Regions from separate parts of the Mus musculus genome. Here region 1 is linked to region 2. Evidence: chromatin contacts called from public Hi-C data. All regions are on one chromosome and are shown on one strand. Each heading gives the region's core, a stretch centred on a gene start, on an enhancer-like site or on the middle of the called end of the contact. The rest is flanking DNA. Distances are from core to core; before and after follow the strand shown. Region 1 overlaps Gm40056 (a long non-coding RNA gene). Region 2 overlaps Wwtr1 (WW domain containing transcription regulator 1).

The links. Hi-C and Micro-C count contacts between places; a contact is called where the count stands out from the background.
Region 1: a Hi-C map of cerebral cortex shows a contact between it and region 2, with 4 times the contacts expected there. The contact joins two enhancer-like sites. A contact is called at or near these places in 8 of 484 Hi-C or Micro-C datasets (the HPC-7 cell line, the N1E-115 cell line, cardiomyocytes and 5 more) and 2 of 115 datasets of contacts at active chromatin or transcription factors (astrocytes and embryonic stem cells).

Annotation. Positions count from the first base shown.
Region 1 is chr3:58,121,354-58,124,896 of GRCm38.p6, forward strand. It overlaps Gm40056 (a long non-coding RNA gene), which reads left to right. Exons shown (of 6, transcript XR_003954487.1): 4 at 1,011-1,106. Among named protein-coding and RNA genes, the nearest start is that of Gm40056, 34 kb to the left of the region's middle. Within about 2 kb of position 1,543, at least 29 of the 459 cell types and tissues checked have an H3K27ac peak or open chromatin away from gene starts, as enhancers often do. A contact at or near this core is called in cerebral cortex and stem cell-derived neural stem cells, where this site is marked.
Region 2 is chr3:57,468,413-57,471,790 of GRCm38.p6, forward strand. The region is part of intron 4 of Wwtr1 (WW domain containing transcription regulator 1); the gene reads right to left. Among named protein-coding and RNA genes, the nearest start is that of Tm4sf4, 45 kb to the left of the region's middle. Within about 2 kb of position 1,994, at least 141 of the 459 cell types and tissues checked have an H3K27ac peak or open chromatin away from gene starts, as enhancers often do. A contact at or near this core is called in cerebral cortex and stem cell-derived neural stem cells, where this site is marked.

The DNA.
Region 1 (3,543 bases), core at 293-2,792, 650 kb after region 2:
GGAAATTCTAGAATGAGAACCATGGCCTCTTTTCACTCCTCCTTGCAACAAATAAGAAACCTAGTACAGACAATTACAACTCTCCACGCCTCTTTAGACAGTCATCGTGGCAAAGGTAAGAGGGATTCCCCTTTTTTCCAGACTCAAAACTTCAGCTTCAGATCCCAGACTTTTAGAGGGTCTATTGATTTTCTTGGAGACTTCTGTCTATCATCTTCCTAAGCATTTTGTTCTCTATAAAACCATGAGCAGATAGGAAGAGGACGGCGTATTCTAACTTGAGACAGAGATGTGTAAAGCTACAGGATCAGATGAGCAGGTGAAAGCTTCATCGTAGAGAAGCAAGTTGGTTGCTGCCATAAGAGAGGATTGTCCTATCTCTGCTCTCTCGGTTTGTTATGAAGGAAAGGTCTTCAGTTTGGTTAATACATCAATGGGTTTTAGGTGAGCAAACATTGGATCGAAGTTTGGTTTGAATATGGGAACTGGGAAGATCCAAAGGTCCCAGAGAGGTTCATGAGATGGGAGAAAGTAGGGTGACCACAGGTATTGTGGTTGTTAACAACCATAAAGTTCAGGGTTAAACTCTCCAGTCATTTTTCTTCTCCAAATTTTCGGTGGAGATTTTCAGATCAAAAGTACTTTAATGAGATATTTTCCCCCCAAGGAAAGGCTTATATTACAGAGAGAATCAAATTGACAAACTGGAATAGGGTAGTTTATACAGGTGGGAACAGGCTTACAGAAGACTGATTCAGCTGGATCTCTGGGTCATCCAGGACCAATTACAAAGCATCTATGTGCTTAAGGGCAATGTTTTTAAACACAGCGGGTGCACACAACCTCATGGAGTAACAGACAACGGTAAAATAGGGCTAACGAATAGATGGAAAAGCAAAGCAGGCAGTGTGGCCGTGCCTGGAGGCTCCTCCGTGGGTGGGTGGATGGGCGCATATATGGATGTATGGGTAGCACAGAAAGTGTTGAAGCAGAGACTTTTTTTTTTCCAGAAATTTACAGTCACCTGGGGTAGGGGACAACTGGAGGCAGTTTGGTGCCAATCTCCACGTATATTTGTTTCTTGGGTCTCCCAGCAGCTAGGAAGGGTAAGTAGAGGATATGGATCGTGAAGTTTGAAGACCTGCCCTTCTTTCTCCCATTCCCTGCAAAATGATATAACGTCACCCTTCAGTGGACAGCAGACACTGTTTGAGCCCTTTATGGGCTACCAGTAAATGCTTGCCCCAGCGAAGGATTGAGCCAAGGTTGCCCAGAGAGAGCGAGGTCGTGGACTCTGCTCCTCTTGGGTCCCTTCGGGAAGTACTGATTGATCAGTTTCTGAGGCTTGTCTAGAAGTAGAACAGCTACCTGCAAGCTGAATAAGCCCCTAGCTGTCATAAGGAAGGATGTTCTTCACCCTCCTCCAAAGGACAGACTTCTCCACGCCATTCTCATTCCGGGTTGGCATGACCTTGTCCTTTCTGGCAACACAAGGGCTCACGTGTGCTGGAAAACCCCTTTGCTCAGCTGCCAGCAGGCGGCGAGGACTGAAAAGGAGGAGCGCCACCTAGTGTCATTTCCAAGCAGTACCAAAGACATCCAGACTAACCCTCTTCAGAAGGAAGGGCAGTGTTGGAACAAATTCACTTTTGCCTTCGCACAATAAAAAATACTGCCCCTATTCCCCACCCCACCCCCCCCTCCAAAAAAATCCCAGAAAATATACAAAGCTGCTGATATGTGGGGGAAATGGCACGATGTGACTGACTGGAACCAGGAATCAAGGAGGAACAAGTTGTCTGAAGACCTTGACTATTCATTGATGCTGAAAAGAGCCCATCATGAGTCGGCTCAGATAGAAACCCCGAAAGGCACGTACACTGAGCCCAGTTCATGTGCATACACTGAGCCCCGTTTCTGTACAGCTTCTGGGCATTTGTTTTCATAACTGATCAGTCACATAGGATGTTCATACATTGAACGTTAGTATATAATGTCAAACCATGGGCAAAGGGAAATGCAGACTGCGCCTTGTAATTCTGCTAGTAAGAAGGCTGAAGCTAGAAAACTCCAGGTTGATCCTTCCTTGGTGCTAACGCAAGTTCAAGGCCAGTCTGGGTAACCTAGTGAAATCCTTCTCAAAATAAAAGGTAAAAGGGGGATGGAGCTGTGACCCAGTGTAGCACATAGCCCTGCACGCATAAGTCCAATCTCCGAGGAGAGGCAGAGGTGGGGGGAGGGGAGAGAGAGGGAGAGAGAGTCGTGATATAGTGTAGTGAGTGTAGTATGTGTGGTGTGTGTGTGTGGTATGTGATAATGTGGTGTGTATCTGGTATGTGATATATGTATGTTGTGTTTGTGTGTGTGTGTGTCGTATGTAGTGTGTATGTTGTGGTTTGTGTGTGGGTGTGATATGTGGTTTGTATATATGGGATGTATGTGTGTGTGGTGATAAAGTATGTGTGTGTGTGGTATGTGCAGTGTGTGGTATGTAGCATGGGGTGTGTGTATGTAGTCTGTATGTGTGTATCTGTGGTATGTGGCACGTGTGTGGTGTGTATGTATATGTGGTATGTATTTGTGTGTGTGTGTGTGTATGGTGCCTGCGTGTGTGTGTGTCTGTGGTGATACAATGTGTGTGTAGTGTTGTAAGTATGTGATATGTAGCATGTGATGTGTGTATGTGGTATGTGGTATCTGTATGCTGGGTATATGTGTATGTGTGGTATGTAGTGTGTTTATGTTGTGTTTACGTGTATGTGATATATGTTGTGTATGTGTGGTGTGTTTGTATAATATGTATATGTGTTTGTGTGTGTGGTATGTATGTGTTGCATGTGTGTGGTATGTGGGGTCTGTACGGGGGGTGTAGTTGTGTATGTGTTAGAGTGAGCAACACATAAGTTCCCTTTGTCCCTCTCTTCTGAGACAGAGACTTGGTATTGTTACCTGTGTTTTTGGAGTTTCTTGCTTATGGTACTGATACTCCTTGGTGGCTTGGGTGACTCTCCCTCATGTCTGATTGTCACGTGTTCCCATGTGTTCCATGTGGCCATTCTCCCTTTTTGCTTATTTAATATCTGTCTTTTTCTTAATGATTGTTCTGGTTCCTGACACGCTCTAGCTAAGAGACCTTCATCGATATGTTTTCATGGGATCACCCCCTCTCCTGGCTTCCTATTTCTATCTCTCAGTGTGTATCTGGATGAATACGGGCTCTTAATTTTAATGGAATCTTTCTAGATTTATCTCTGAGTATTTGACAATTTATGATCCTATACATTTCATTTTCTTTTTTAAAGAGAGAAATTTTAGACTAGTTTTAGGTTGACAGGAAAACTGACAGGAGGAACAGAGGTTTCTTTCACATCCCCCTTCCTGTCCATACGCACAATGCCACACTACCAACACCCCTGGAGAGTGCAGTACTTGCTGTCATTAATAGGCTTGTGTTGACACATCATTATAATCCCAAATCTGTCATTTACACTCCTTCTTGGTGTGCTACATTCTAAGTTTTGGAAAATGTAATGGCAGGCATTC
Region 2 (3,378 bases), core at 744-3,243:
CAAAACTGGGTAATTAAAGTCTAGATCAGAATGCTTTTGACTGTCACCTGATAGCTGAAGCCCTTCTATAAGCAAAAGGGCAATCATCCACCTTTACCTCAACCATGAAGAGTGCTCAAAACTAATTATCATCCTCTCTCGTCTTGGCAGGTGTGCTGGTTAGTTTACGTCATCCTACACAAACTAGAGTCACCTGGGAAGAGAAGCTTGCATCTGTAAGACTGGCCTGTGGGCAGACCTGTGGGGCACTTTCTTGATTGATGACAGATGTGGGAGTGCAAGCTGAGCGGCCTAGTGGAGAACATTCCTCCATGGTTCTTGCCTCGGTTCTTGCTTTGGGCTCCTCCAGCCTTGGCTTCTTCCTTAAAGGATGGACTGTAGCTGGTAAGACACTCTTTTCTCCTTCAAGCTGCTTCAGGTATTTTATCACGGCAACAGAAAGGCTAACTATTGTGGTCTATTCACAGGGCACCACAAGCCCTGTCTAAAACAGGCCTCTGATTTCTCCACATCTCAGTACTTCAGGTCTCTCTTCCTCCAAACACATCTTACCCAGCTTTAGTATTTAGGTTATACAGCCACAGTGATGTAAGTTAAAATAGCACCAAACCTGCCCAATCTAGGCCTATAGCTTGTAAATAAAATACCAGGATTGTGTGTCTTTTACACAGACTAGCTAGAATAGAAAAACACCAATTACAAGATTCTAGACAGACAATCACAAAGAATAGACAATGGACAGGCATTAGGATGTTCATCTAACCCCTATATTGCTGTTCTCTGGTCTTACATCCATCTCCAGGAACATCATTACTTCTGCAATTACTCCAGCTGACTTCCCTGCCATGCCATCAAGCCGTGTGTCAGGCGTTGGGCAGGTCTATCAGTGCTTTCACCAAGCCACACAATGCATGAGCATGACCACTGGAGAATATCGGGTCTTCGAGGAGTCAGGATATCACAAAACTCAAAGGCCTCGCAATGGCTCTTAAGCTACTAGTGAACTACAAGATCCCTCCAGTCACAGATTTGTGGCAGACAGAATGAAGAAATTTCTAGTTGTAATCAGGTAAGGTACTGGCTACTTCTCAGTTCTGTGGGCTATTTGCCAGTGGAATTCTCAAGAAGTAGTTAAGGATGCTGTTGAACCTGTCCTGAGCTTGGCATAACAGAAAGCAGTGATGCAATGCAGAGAAGAGGACTTTAAAATCACAAGAGTTCAAATCCCAGGTCAGTTACAATAGAGCTGTGAAATTTTAAACTAAATTCTTTTTTTAAATTATTTTTTTAATTTAAAGCTGGAGAGATGGCTCAGCAGTTAAGAGCACTGACTGCTCTTCCGAAGGTCCTGAGTTCAAATCCCAGCAACCACATGGTGGCTCACAATCATCTGTAATGAGATCTGACGCCCTCTTCTGGGGTGTCTGAACACAGCTATAGTGTACTTACATATAATAAATAAATAAATCTTTAAAAATTTTAATTTAAAAAATGCTATTTATTTATTTTTACATGTATGGGTTGGGGGGGTTGTTTGTTTGCCTGCAGGTATGTTTGTTCACCAAATGTGTGCAGTGCCTAAGCTATTCAAAAAAGAAGATGGGGGACCCCCTTGGAACTAGCATAAGAGCTGGTTTTAAACTACCATGTGAGTACTGAGGTCTGAACTCTGGGTCTTTGGACAAGCAGTCAGTGCTCTTAAACATCTCTGCAGCCCCTTGGACTAAATCCTTGACAGTTCATTTAAGATGCTTTATGAAGCATCTTGTTGGACATAGATCAAAGAACACAGTGAGACAAACAATAGAAGGTGTCATGGACGGCACAGAAAGATTTGCGAGGCAAAGAGACTTGACTAGACTTTGCAAAAAAAACATGTGAAGCCTGAACACAGGACTCCATTAACTTAGTTTACTGATGAGGAAACAGGGCCAGAGAGAGTTAAGTGGTTTTCCCAGAGCCCTGTAGCTAACAGCAGGTGGAGCCAGTGTCTAAATCCAGGCAGTTTGACCTCTGAGGCTATTCCGGTAATTTCCACAGACAGTACCAGGGAGAAGGCAGTGAGGACTGAAGTTGGCAGGCCTCAAATTCAAACCCTTTCACCTACTACTGGAGATGAAACTTGGGCAAGTTACTTCATTTCTCTGATCCTGTTTTCCCAGCTATAAAATGGAAATACCAACCCCATGACCTCATTCAGCTTGTTTAGAAGAGAACTTAACGAACCAGCCTATTCAACAGCACTGAGCACAGTTTTTCCTCCCCGAGCCGGGAGGAAGATGGGATTGGAAATGTTTTATGATCCTTTTCGATGTATATGGGTGGAGCTAGTATCCCGGGAATTCACACCACATTTAGCAAAGTTTTAAGGTTCGGTTTTAAAGGCCAGTCTCAGAAAGTTCTGAAAAGCTGCAGCCCTCCCTCCTCCTGCCCCCAACATTTCTTCACATACAAGCTGGGAATGGAAACCCTTTGTAAAACAGAGTCTTTGGAGTGAGTTACTGGTAATCTGTTAGCTCCCTTAAACAACAAAACCAAACGTCATTTATGGATTCAAAAGGCACCCTCCTAGGGCTGAGAAGCTGTGCGGTGGACGCAGAGGATAATGAAAGGCAGAGACAATTTGTGAGTTAAGAAGTTCTGGAAGCTTCCTCCCCTCTAGTTCCCCCACTGGCCTGCAGCTCTGTGGAATAAATCAACAGAAGAAGCTAGAAAGTAAAAGGCAATGGAGAGCGGGGCCTGGCTCCGAGTGAGTGTTTTTGGCTCGCAGGGCACCTCCCACCAGCCAGCTCCTGCCTCGGCTGGAATGTACTTCAAAGGGAGCTAACTGAATGATAATAACCTCTTCTGAGGGTGCTCAGCTTGATTTAAGTGTGTAGCCGGGATTCTACAAAAATGGAAGACCGAATTGTTTTAATTATGAAGGGTGGGGCGAGTAGAAACAAATGAAATGAAAGCGGTATTTTAAAATCCCACCGTTAAAGCGGCTATTTCAGTGCAGAGGTGCAGCTCACTCTTTCTTTCTCAAAGCCACGGAGACTGCAGAGGCAGACTGCCTGGGAAGAGGGGGGGTGGGGGGGGATCTGGTGTCAATCTCTTTTGTTGAAAGCCTGTACCAATCGATTCTAGAAATTCACTGCCACATTTCCTGGAGTGTCTCTTTGAAACACCTCGCACACACTCAGCTGCCAGACTGGCTCTAGAAAAGTGCAGATTCGAAACTCTGATACTTTGGAGGAAACATTTGTTGAGTCTGTAATTATTATCCAAAGCCTGTTATCGCCTAAGAATCACTTGAAGGAAGGAAAAATGTAGATATACTTCTGACTTAAACAAAAATGTAAAGTAGATTTTTTGAAATGGAATACTTCCTCATGC